2 separate regions of the Sus scrofa genome follow, and region 2 is linked to region 1. Evidence: chromatin contacts called from public HiChIP or PLAC-seq data. All regions are on one chromosome and are shown on one strand. Each heading gives the region's core, a stretch centred on a gene start, on an enhancer-like site or on the middle of the called end of the contact. The rest is flanking DNA. Distances are from core to core; before and after follow the strand shown.

Region 1 (6,010 bases), core at 1,359-3,858:
ACTTACACAAATTATTTAGTGAGTAAATGACATTCTACAATCAAAGAACAAATAACAGGTTAAACTAACTTAATGGAATGTTCTAGTCATTAATATGTTCAGTTTTAAAGGATACATCAAAAAATAGAAAACATATGTCAAACTTGTAAAAACAAAACAAAACACTTTGCCTGAAAAAAATATAAAATAGTTGGCAGGGGAGTTCCCATTGTGGCTCAGCGGGTTAGGAACACAACACAGTGTCGAACCCTACCCTCACTCAGTGGGTTAAGGATCCAGTGTTGCTGAAAACGGCAGCACAGTTCGCAGATACTGCTCAGATCTGGTATTGCTGTGGCTGTGGTATATGCCTGCAGCTACAGCTCTGATTCAACTCCTGGCCCAGGAACTTCCATATGCCACAAGAGCAGCCCTAAAAAGAAAATTAAATAAATAAATAAGTTAATGAAATAAAATAGCTGGCAGGTTTATAAGTATTTTCCACTTTTTACCTCAATCTTTCTTTAAATTAATGCTTTCAAATGCAGTTTCAATGCCCTTCATATAGTTAAAAACTTATAAAATAAATAGCATCATACACTGTGAATTCTTAGTTATAAATATTTATAAGTATAAAAATGTAAGAATAAAATAAAGCAAACTAGGATTTTTTTCTTTTAAATATTTATAGTTTTGACTGAACCTCAACAATGTAAGAAGTTTGGGAGCAGCCATTATGAGATATCTCTCACACTCTCCTATAGTTTGCCTTTAAAAAAAATTTTAATATAAACAGTCTTATAACAACTATGATACATGAAAGTATTACTTTTTTAATCAAAGTTTCTAGAAATTTCTAGAAACAAGAAAGGAAGGAAAGAAAATAGGAAGAAAGGAGGAAATTAAATAAATATAGCAGGTTCAAATTCTTTTTAAAAAGTATTATGTAAATAAGTATTATTCTACAATTAAATATAGAGGGTTTTTTTGAATCTTAAATAATATATGTGTGTGTGTGTGTATATCATATATATTTTTTTTATGGCCTCACTTGAGGCATATGGAAGTTCTTAGACTAGGGGTTGAATCAGAGCTTCTGCTGAAGGCCACACCACAGCCATAGCAACAACCAGATTCAAGCCACATTTTCAACCTACACCACAGCTTGCAGCAATACCAGATCCTTAACCCACTGAGTGAGGCTGGGATCAAACCTTCATACTCACAGAGACAACATTAGGTCCTCAACCCGCTAAGCCATAATAGGAACTCCAAATCTTAAATAATATTTTTAAACACTTTTGTTATAGTAACTTTTTAGGCACCGAGCACTAGACTCTTTCAGACGACACTTAGCCTGGGTTAAGAGCAGCTCACCGCAACAAGAGCTGGAATGCCTGACATGTGCTTGCAATGGCATATGCAGTTAAGCCCATGAAAAGCTCAGGGCAACACCCAAAATCAGAGTGATGGGCAAGGGTGAGAAGTGTAACAAACATGGTCTAAGCACACATCCAAGTTGGCTGAATGGATTGGAAAAAGAGCCAAAATGAAAACCAAACACAAAGCAGGACTCTCAAGTCAAAATAAGGGCCAAGTCAGGCATGAGAGAGGCATAGGCTGAAGATTTGTGGACAATATGGGCAGGCCAGGGCTTCTTTATTCCCTGTGTGAGAAGGAATATCTTTTCCCTTTCCTTGAGTAAGTTCAGCTTCTGTGGCACACATGACCTACTTAGATGTTATGAGTCTAGAATTTAGTTGCTGGCCAAGCTACTTAGAAAGACAATTCAAATCACCTACACTTAATCCTAACATTATATTTATGTCTAACTTAATTTCAAGGAAAAGATATCAAAACTATTAAAAATGCTGAGTAGCCCTCTGAAAGTTATGAGTCAAAGTTGAACCAGAGTATAAGATCCATTTCCTCACTCCTAGCATCATTACATCTGCCTGTTATGCTGCTTCCCATCAAAATGATTTAAAGTTATTCTTTTTCCCCCTAATGCTATGCACCAATGATGCCGCATAAATCTCAAGGTAATATTAGAGCTGTATTTCTTTTCAGAATGTCAAGGCAAACTCTAGTTGATAGCAGACGGAAAAACAATATTAAGTGACAGGTTTTGTTTTTTTATTTTCAAAAAAGAGAGAGATAATCCCTACATATTATTTTTATATCAGAAAAATATACATTTTAAAAAATATGAGCCAAGTCTTAGCAACAATATACCTGGCTCCCTGTACATATACAAACTCTTACATAGAAGTCACAGCATAAAGGTTAACACTGTGGGCTTTAAAGTCAAACATACAAATGTTTTAACCACCATTCTGAAAACCCTTGTGATCTTGTGCAAAAGGCTTAACTTCTTAAGTCATAGCTTCTCCATCCATAAATTGGGGATAACAGCAGTAACTCAGAGGGCTATTGTGAGGATTAAATGGAAAAGGCACTTAAAAGCTTAGCACAATTCCTAGCAATAGTTAGCACTCATTTAATGTATACTAATAATAGTAGTAATAGTACCCCCTCAGATTTATAGCAGGAAGCTCACAAGATGGAGCTGAGACTCTCCTCTGGGCTCTTCTGTTATGCTAGTATCCATGACATGGAACTTATGTCATATTTGAGAGCATGTCAGGGAGAATGGCATGCTGCCCAGTGTTTTCCAGGAGCACCGGTGTTACACCACACACACAGCTCCGAAAATCTAAGCAGATTTCAAAGCTGCTTAAATAGCTTTCTTGGCCAAGAGTCATGTAAGTTGCCAACTGGCAATGGAATGATTTTCCACTCAAACTTGGCAGCAGCAGAATTTAAATAGAAAACTGGGAGGAGGGCAAGGGAAGTAAAATGCTTCCTTCCTCAAGGTAGTTTTGGACTCTCTGGCACCAGAGGAAAACTGTAAAGAAGAGCGAAATTTCGCATGAATATTACAGTATACATATATTCCCTTTCAGAGTCTTTTCCATTATAGATTATTATAAGACACTGAATATAGCTCCCTGTGCAATACACTAGGTCCTTGTTGTTTATCTGTTTTATATATAGTAGTATGTATCTGTTAATCCCAAATTCCTAATTTCTCTCTCCCCACACCTCCCCCCCTTTGGTAACCATAAATTGGTTTTCCATGTCTATAATTCTGTTTCTGTTTTGTAAATAAGTTCATCGGTATCATTTTTTTTTTAGTGAATCTGAATATTTTGAGTCAAATAAGAAACCTCTGCCTTTAGTGATCCTACAGAAGTTCTTCTCTTCCTTTAAAATATAAAATAGAACCCAGTAGCAAAATAAGTCTTTTCATATTTTCATTACTTTTCAGAGTAAGAGAAATTATGGTAAATTCCAATAGATATTTAAATCTTCTCTAAGAGGAACTCCAACTCAAAGTATTATAATGTCATTCTAACCAAATCAGGAAAGTTGCAAGGACAAAGTTTCTATATGCTTCCTCAAAAAACATTACTCTGAAGTACTAACAGGGAGTTCCCACTGTGGCACAGTTGGTTAAGATCCAACTGCAGTGGCTCAGGACACTGAGAAGGCCAAAGATTTGATCCCTGGCCCACTGCCCTGTGTCAAAGGATCTGATGCTGCCACAGCTGCAGTGTAGGTCACAGCTGCAGCTCGGATTCAGTCCCTGGCCCAAGAACTTCCATATGCCATGGGTGCATCCATTAAAAAAAAAAGTACTAACAGGAAATGTTTTCTTACTTATGTATACATGACTTAATTCCAAAGAAGAGCTGAGGTAAGGCATAAAGACATATATAGCATATATACACTGAGATTTTTAAAAACCATAAATGGGAAAACTAGGGAAAAAATAAAAGCAATTGTAAGAAAAAATGAAGAAACATACAGTAAACATATTCTATAATTACATTTCCATGTGTAATTTTTAGCAATTGATGCTCCTTTACAAAATCTGTAGGAGCAATGCCAAAAAATTGACAGAGCACTGTAAACTGGTTATAATGGAAACAAATAAAAACCATTTTGAAAAAATCTGTAAGAAAGACTGTTTGGTTCCTAATGATTAAGGTGATTTACCATTAGATACTTTAAAGTAGAGACTAGAAGTTTTATACTTCATGGAATTATGCATCAGTGGTAGACAGAATAATGGCCCTGCAAAAATGTCCATGTCCTTAACCCTAGAAACCTATAAATGTTACATGTCGAAAGGGACTTTGCAGATGTGATTAAAGAACTTGGGATGGTAAAATTATTCTCAATTATCTGCACTGGTTTATATAATTACAAGGGTTCTTATAAGAGGGAGACAGAAGGAGAAGGCTGGAGGGAGAAAGAGCAATTAGAGAGATGCAGGGGCTGGAGTGATATAAAGAAGGGGATGCAAGCGAAGGGATGCAGGTGACCTTTGGATTGTGAAAAAGGCAAGAAAGTGAATTCTTCCCCAAAACTTCCAGAAAGAATGCAATCCTCCTGACTCCTTGATTTTAGGACTTCTGACTCCCAAACTATAAGATAATAAGCTTACTAAATCTGTGATAATTTGTTAGAGTAACAATAGATGACTAAGTCAATGACCACAAAGTCAACATATTACTAATTTATCTCATGAATTTCTACGCAAGTATTAACAGTAAGCAAAAAGTACATGAGTTTTTTATTTTATGACCACACCCGTGTCATATGGAAGTTCTGGCCCAGGGATTGAATTCGAGTCACAGCTGCTACCTACACCACAGCTGGCGTAATGCCAGATCCTTTAACCCACTGCACCAGGCGGGCATCAAACCTGCATCTCAGCAGTGACCCAAGCTGCAGCAATCAGATTCTTAACCCACTATACCAGGGCAGTAGTTCCTGATTTTTAGAAATAATGCTCACTTTAAAACATATCTCCTATATATTAGCTAGGCTACAAAATGAGCCCAAGTATATTAGATACTTTGAATATAAAAATTTTCAAAGTGTGCTCATAATATCCCACTGATTCTGTGGGATATTAATAGTGTTAAGCACAAGAAGAATTCTAAGATCAAATAACTTGTCAAACCTATACTATTTCAGTGTACAATACTGATTTTAAAAAAAAATTGCCCCAGGAATCTAGATTTACCAAGGAACTTTCTGAATTATTAAAAGGATCCACATTTACCACCATTCCACTATCAGGAGCAGGTGGAAGATGAAAACAAAGCAGTAGAATAAATGTACTAAATGACTAGAACGAAGTGTTCTTCCAGCTTTAGAAAATCTTGCTGATCAACTTCTGTTGACAATTTCACATTCCTCAGATCTTGCCCACTGCAGCCACCTCCACAGTCCCTGTTCACCAAGCACAAGGCCTGCTTAGCAAAGAAACTCATGGGTTAACATAGCTGCTTCTTGGTGTCACGCAACCTTTCTCTGACCTGGCTCTTATTTATGACACCAGGACTACACACCAATCAAACTGAAAAAAGTATTTTATTTAACCTAGCCCCTTGTAAGTAACTGATTGTCCCAATATACTCCAGCCTCCTTCATCCAATTCTCTCCAACAGTATAGGGAAAGACATTTGCCAGAAATATAAGTTTAGTGGACTATAAACCTCAGACATGGACATTGCAGAAACTTCAGACTTTCTCCTAAGAAACAAGATTTCAAAAGTCTCAAATTTTCTGCAGCACAGAAAAATGGCTTCAAAGTTTGTCAACAAGAATAAAAGCTTGGTCTCTCATAAACACTACACTAAAAATTTTAACAAATCTCTTTACTGTAGAGCTAAAGAGTACCACATATCTTTAAGAGAAAAAGAAAACTGTGCAATGTTTTTCACATATTTATAACCCAGGAACTTTCTTCTCTGGAGCATCTACAGAATAACATTTGGAAAACAATTTGCTAGTTATATATTAAATTTCCTACAAATTAGTCAATTCCTTTGAGAATTATCATGTGAAAGGAGAAAAATAAACAGCCAATGTAAAAAAAAATATATACATGAGCAATTTAGAACTCATTTTGCCCAAATAACAAGATAAAGAAACTTGATTCTAGATAACAGGG
Region 2 (6,010 bases), core at 1,309-3,808, 1.2 Mb before region 1:
CTACTTCCCAACAGGAAAAAAAAAAAAATTTAATTTCAAAATGAGGCAGGCAACAAAAAGAAGAACCAGGCACTGCCTTGCCAATGTACAGACAGAGCTTCCCCAGGCTTGATAGCCTTGCAAAGTGCTGTGCATAGATTTTCGAACAGCAGAATTCCCCAACGGCTGTGTATTTAACTATGTGTGTTTATTGTATTTTGGAAGAAACATTTTTTTTTGGTATTTAATCAGGCCATTTGGCAGTGCAAGTACAGAACCTTACTGAAATCCTCAAATATCAGAATTGGGAGTTCCCTTTGTGGCTTAGTGGGTTAAGAACTGGACATAGTGTCAATGAGGATGAGGGTTAGATCCCTGGCCTTGCTTGTGGGTTAAAGATTGCTGCAAGCTGAGGCATATGTTACAGATGTGGCTTGGATCCAGGGTTGCTGTGGCCATGTTTGCGGTGTAGGCCTCAGCTGCAACTCTGATTTGACCCCTAGCCTCGGAACTTCCATATGCTGCAGTTGCCTCCATAAAAAGAAAAAAATATATGTCAAAACTGAACTTTTAGGAGTTCCCATTGTGGCTCAGTGGTAATGAACCCAACTAGTAACCATAATGTGGGTTCAATCCCTGGCCTCGCTTAGTAGGTGAAGGATCCAGTACCGCCATGAGCTATGGTGTAGGTCACAGAGGCGGCTTGGGACCTGGCATTGCTGTGGCTGTGGTGTAGGCCAGCAGCTGTAGCTCTGATTTGACCCCTAGCCTGAGAACCTCCATATGCCCTGAGTGCGGCCCAAAAAGACAAAAAAAAAAAAGAACTGAACATTTAGATCAAGAGACTCCATCTTTCGGATTAAGATGGGCCAGCAAACCAAACTGAGTCACAGAAATCAGCCTGAGACATAGGGAAACACAACTGACACATACCTAGTTAAAATTCTACTTGTGTTAAAGGAAGCTAAAATGAATTTTATTTCATATAACTGACTGATATGTCTGTCTACTTCCTCAAATCCTCTGGGTGCAATTACAGCTTGAAATAACAGGCGGCTGTGGGAGAGTTAAGAGAATGCCGTGCCCATGGCCCCTTTGCTCTTACACAGCTCAGTGGCCTACAGCCTCTGTGCTCAGTCCTCGAGACTGAGCAAAAAAGAAACCATTCCAGCAGGAACATGTGCTTCAAATAAAAAAAATACACATGTTGTATTTCCAGCTCTAAAACACCTAATCTTAACTTAAGAGGGTCAATTTTTCTAAACGTTGAGAAGTCTGAGCCTGGGAAGCTCTGAAGCATGGGAAGGAAGGAAGCGGAGGTCCTTGAAGACAACTACCTGCCTTCCAGAGTTTTCCCTGCACCCCCTCACCCCACCTGCTCCCCCCAGGGAAACCAGGATTGTATGTTTCCTGCACAAGGAGACCTCTGGATTGCTCTCCCTTTTGTGGAGCAGGAAACAAAAGAATACTCGTCTAGAGTAATTTTCTGTTTGAACGATTTCATGCAAAAACTTGGCGAGTACCACATTTAAGGAAAAAATGTGGGACAGGTTAATAACTGATGCCATTGATAATTTTCCTAAAACACTAAGAAAAAAAATTGACAGGAAGGTGTGAACTCAATGAACTGAATGTAATTTTACAATCACTACTCAGCCTACATATCAGCTGTCTCCCTACAGGAAGTCTGAACTTAATACTACAAAATACTTTCCTACAAAACTGTTTCCTTAAATAATTTCATTGGACTAGGACAAGACACTACCAGAAAGAGAGTAATCCGTGTGTTTAAGAGGAGGGTGGCAGGTTGAAAATCTTACTCCAGACTTCTTTTAGGGCTTGAAGGCGACTATAAAAATCTACTAAAGAGATTATTGAAATAGGTTTCTCTACCCTCATGAGTTTCTTTACACAGAGCTCTGTTCTAGGAGCACGGACAAGATTCCAGAGAAATGGAATGGATCAGACTTACTTATTCCTCAGTGTTGCCCTAGGTAATACATGCAGGAACAAGGGCTGCCTTGGCTGCTGGAGGGGTTCTTGGCAGCAGGTGGAGAAAGAAAAAACCAAACTAGAGGGGAAAGACACCCACAGCTGAGGCTGCTAGGGTGGTCCAGGGGAGAAGCATGGGGCTCAGCGGCTGGAAAGAGCATGTGAGAGAAGAAGGAAAGCAGGCCCAGGGATGACACCTAAAAGGGACTGGCAAAAAAATGTCGACTTCCAAAGGGCAATCTCTGTACACTTCAAATAAGGAGGGCTGGAAGCATAAATAGGCTCAGAAACAGGGAAATCGGCCAGCTTCCCTGTACAGACCAGAGCTACGACGACACTGGGCTGAGTTGGGGGAGGAAAGGCCTTTGGTCCTCACAGTCTTTGCCCTCAGAGAACTCCAAAGGGAAATTCCTGTCGGTTTGTTGTGTTTAGACTTTGCATTATGAGGAGGCCAGCAAATGTAGGAACTCTCTATGCTTCTACATGTCACGTTAAGCATGTATGGACAGTATTACAGGCCTAGGCTGCCACTGTGCTTTAGACCAGAGGCTAAAAATACTCTGAAAGGTGAGAGCCAGGGCTGGAGGCAGTAACTCTAGGGCAGGAATCTGCCCTAGCAGGTCCTGCTTTCAGGGATCTTCCTGAAATAGCGAGGAGGTGGGGGGGTGGGGGGTGGGCGCAGCGCCACAGATTCTCAGGCTCTAGCGGGACCTCTGGCAAAGGCTCTGGGCCTAGGTTCAGCGCAGCTGTTTCCCAAACCAATGGGGATTAGGAACTCAGAGCCTCTTTGATCATTTTTCAGTTTGGGGTGGTGGTTTGAAAAGCAAAAGGGCTTGAAGGTCTTCACCATACACTCACCCTCTGTTACTTTTAAGTCAAGTTCCCAGGACTATTAAAAAAAAAAAAAAAAAAAAAAAAGGAAAGCCCACTCAGGAACGAGGCAGTTAGAGACAGTGACCATATATTCCAAGAGGCCAGTTAACCAGAAATCTACGAAACAATGTCCTTCTGTCTTCACTTTCCTGAGACAGGGCGAGGGGAAGACACAGACATCACATAAACACACAAGTGCGTGCGTATGTTTGTACTCACACACACATTTAAATGGAAATTATACCCTGACCCCCAATCTCAGGAGCATATGCAGAGCAGATGAGAGGTTAGTGTTTAAAATGCTATCACATCAATTCTATCTCCAGTGTACAGACTTTGTTTCAACACTGAAAGAACCCCAGCAGAAATAGGCTCTAACCCCTAAAATAACCAGCTAACTGGGACGTACAGAACTCCTCTCTCCACAGACTCAATTTCATCTGAAGTTCCTTCTAAACTCAGCAGCATTGTTTTCACTGCAAGGGTGTTCTTTAAATTTTGTATCTTAGTTGTGTGTTGCTATCCTTGTTAGTTATCACTTACTGACAAGTTGAGCAGTTTAAGCTGTCCTAAAGTTACCCCACCCACAAAATTCAGAACAGTGGAAGAGCAAGTTCTACTGCAGTCAAAACAAACAAAGACAAAATGGGTAAGGTAGCCTTTTTCATTGTTCAACACCATAGGTAACTCTTTTTACACGCCACCACACATTCCACACAGGTAGAAACTGTTTGCTTTGCATTAATTGAAGCCAACAAAACAAAGGACCAACCACCCAATGTTTCCTTCGTGCCCCTTCCTCTCAAAATGTTGACTCAAAGAAAATTTAACAGGGCAGAGAGAGACATTTGGAAATGTGACAGGAAAACAAGTTCTAACTCTCAGCTGTGTATCTGACTTGGCCTCCTGCCTCTGGTTTAAACTAAGGAGGAGTGTGGATTTGCTTTAAAGTAGCAGAGGCCCACAGCACCCACATGGAATCCTGCCTGGCAGGTGTGGGTTAATTTCATTTACAAATGGGGGATTTTGAAGGTCCCCTTCATCCTTCCAAACCACATGTGGGTCAGAGAGAGTGGCACAGTCAGAGAGATGCAAAATATAAAACGCAGAAAATATCCAGACATGTATAAAATACATTTATACATTTTTAGATGGTCTCCACTAATATCTTCCACATTTCCTCATTCCAGAGACTAGAAGGATGGCAAAAGACTTATTATCCAGAGTATTCAAATGTCTATGGACAATATAAAGGTGTACCTTGTTTGGGAAGTACAGCATCAATAACCAAGGTAGGCCCATTTCTATCTCATAAAATGATCTTTCACACTTACAGATATATCGTAGAACTAATAATTTCTCCTCCTTTTTCTGCTTTCTCTGCCCACATATACTTAGAAATCCTTTTACCTTCAAGCAATATGCTGAAACTATATAAAGCAAAGTTGAACTGTTCCTAGGCCTAAGACCTTGTAATCCAGGACAAACAAGAGCTATGCAGGAAACAGAAAGGGACAAATAGAAACACTATCACCTAGAATTATAGCTTATTTCTGCTCTTCTAAAAAGTGTTTTCCTTTTTTTGGCTATGCCCTCAGCATGTGGAAGATCCTGGGCCTGGAATCAAACCCTTGCCACAGTAGTGACCTGAGCCACTGAAGTGACAATGCCGGATCCTTATCCCACTGGGCCACAAGAGAACTCCTATTCTTTCATGTTGCAATATTGTCTGTACCATAAGTTCATAGAAGATAAGGATATCGAAGACATGCTTTCATGAGTTTTAAAGAGGAGGTGGGACTCTAAAAAATGAATTTACCTAAGAACTGGCTGACTCTGATGGTCAAATTCCCCAGGAAGCTTTTTGGTATTAAAGCAGAGATCCACAACCTTTCAGTAGTGGCAGTCAGGGTTTTTAGACCTTGCTCGGTCATACAAGAGGGAGTAAATCTGGGTGTAGGTGAGGAGGCCCTGTGCCGGTGGGGAGTGAAAAGGGAGATGGTGTCAAACCCTAGGAGTAGAACACTGACCTGTGACAGAGACAAATGAGGATTAGGCCCTGGGTACAGGAGCCCATCTCTCTGGCCCACACTCCTGGTGCTTCCCAATATCTGAGACAACTTGCAGCACTAGAAACCAGCTTATAATGTGGGCCACCAATGCTATACTAAGAAACCCTGAATATGCATTTTTTTCCCCCATACAAACCCCACAATTCCCACTGACTGCTGCAAAATTTAGTTATGTGCTTAGACCGAGGCTACACTCACTTCTACATCTCCCATATACAAGAGGCCCTTTAATGCTTGTTGTTTCAAATGTAGCACCAAATGATCATACATTTTATCAGAGAAATGAGCATTTTTTTTTTTTAGCCTTTTTGTAAAACAAAGAGGACCACGACCAGAAGCTAATACATTTTAAAGAGATGGCAAGAATTACCTGCATCACAGATAGTAACAAAACAAAGAACAATTTCAGGTTTTAAGGATTAGTTACAATGTATCCACAAGACACTTTGTGCTCGCTGGAAAAAAAGGGCTCTATTCTATTCTCAAAGAAAACACCACATGTTGCATGCAAGAACAGTGTCCATGCACTCAAAACATAGTTCTACAGATGGGGTAACTTCCTTAATCAACAAAAATAAGGATGATCACCACTGTCTAGCTCACATTGTCTCCATAAAGATACTAGAAGGTAACTGGTTACAAAAACTTGGCCACAAAAAATGCACTAGGCCTAGGGTCAAGAGAGAACAGATTTCCAAACCTTGATCTAGAGATATGCTTAAAAAGATAGTTGAAAGTCTTTGCAATGCAGGCAGGCCTGGCTCTGATTTTGTAACCAACAGAGAATGATCCAGAACACTTGACTTCGGGCCCACATATTATTGCTGAACAACAGCTCATGCTAAGGGGCACATGAAACCATTTCAGGGTTTCTTTTTAGAGCACCACTTTGAGGAAGATAATAAGCAAGAATGAACCAAAGGAAGTAAGTCTTCCTATTATCTCTAATATCATCAACCAGTGGAAATCTTCAGGAAATTCCCCTGAAAGTAGCTAGAGTTAATTACGGATTTTTAAAAATATATAGACACCTGAAGCACAGGGACTCTTCTCATGCTTTGGAGAGGCACTGAGTGCTACTGCACATTGGCTTA

What was found. HiChIP or PLAC-seq counts read pairs in DNA pulled down with a chosen protein or histone mark.
Region 2: a contact with region 1 is called in an H3K27ac HiChIP or PLAC-seq map of skeletal muscle. The contact joins two enhancer-like sites. A contact is called at or near these places in 5 of 47 Hi-C or Micro-C datasets (brain, embryonic fibroblasts, skeletal muscle and 1 more) and 1 of 2 datasets of contacts at active chromatin or transcription factors (skeletal muscle).

The regions. Positions count from the first base shown.
Region 1 is chr2:103,888,744-103,894,753 of Sscrofa11.1, reverse strand. The region is part of intron 1 of LOC106509506 (a long non-coding RNA gene); the gene reads right to left. Among named protein-coding and RNA genes, the nearest start is that of RIOK2, 68 kb to the right of the region's middle. Within about 2 kb of position 2,608, at least 5 of the 83 cell types and tissues checked have an H3K27ac peak or open chromatin away from gene starts, as enhancers often do. A contact at or near this core is called in skeletal muscle, where this site is marked.
Region 2 is chr2:105,057,184-105,063,193 of Sscrofa11.1, reverse strand. All of the region lies in intron 5 of RGMB (RGM domain family member B), which reads right to left. Among named protein-coding and RNA genes, the nearest start is that of RGMB, 18 kb to the right of the region's middle. Within about 2 kb of position 2,558, at least 31 of the 83 cell types and tissues checked have an H3K27ac peak or open chromatin away from gene starts, as enhancers often do. A contact at or near this core is called in skeletal muscle, where this site is marked.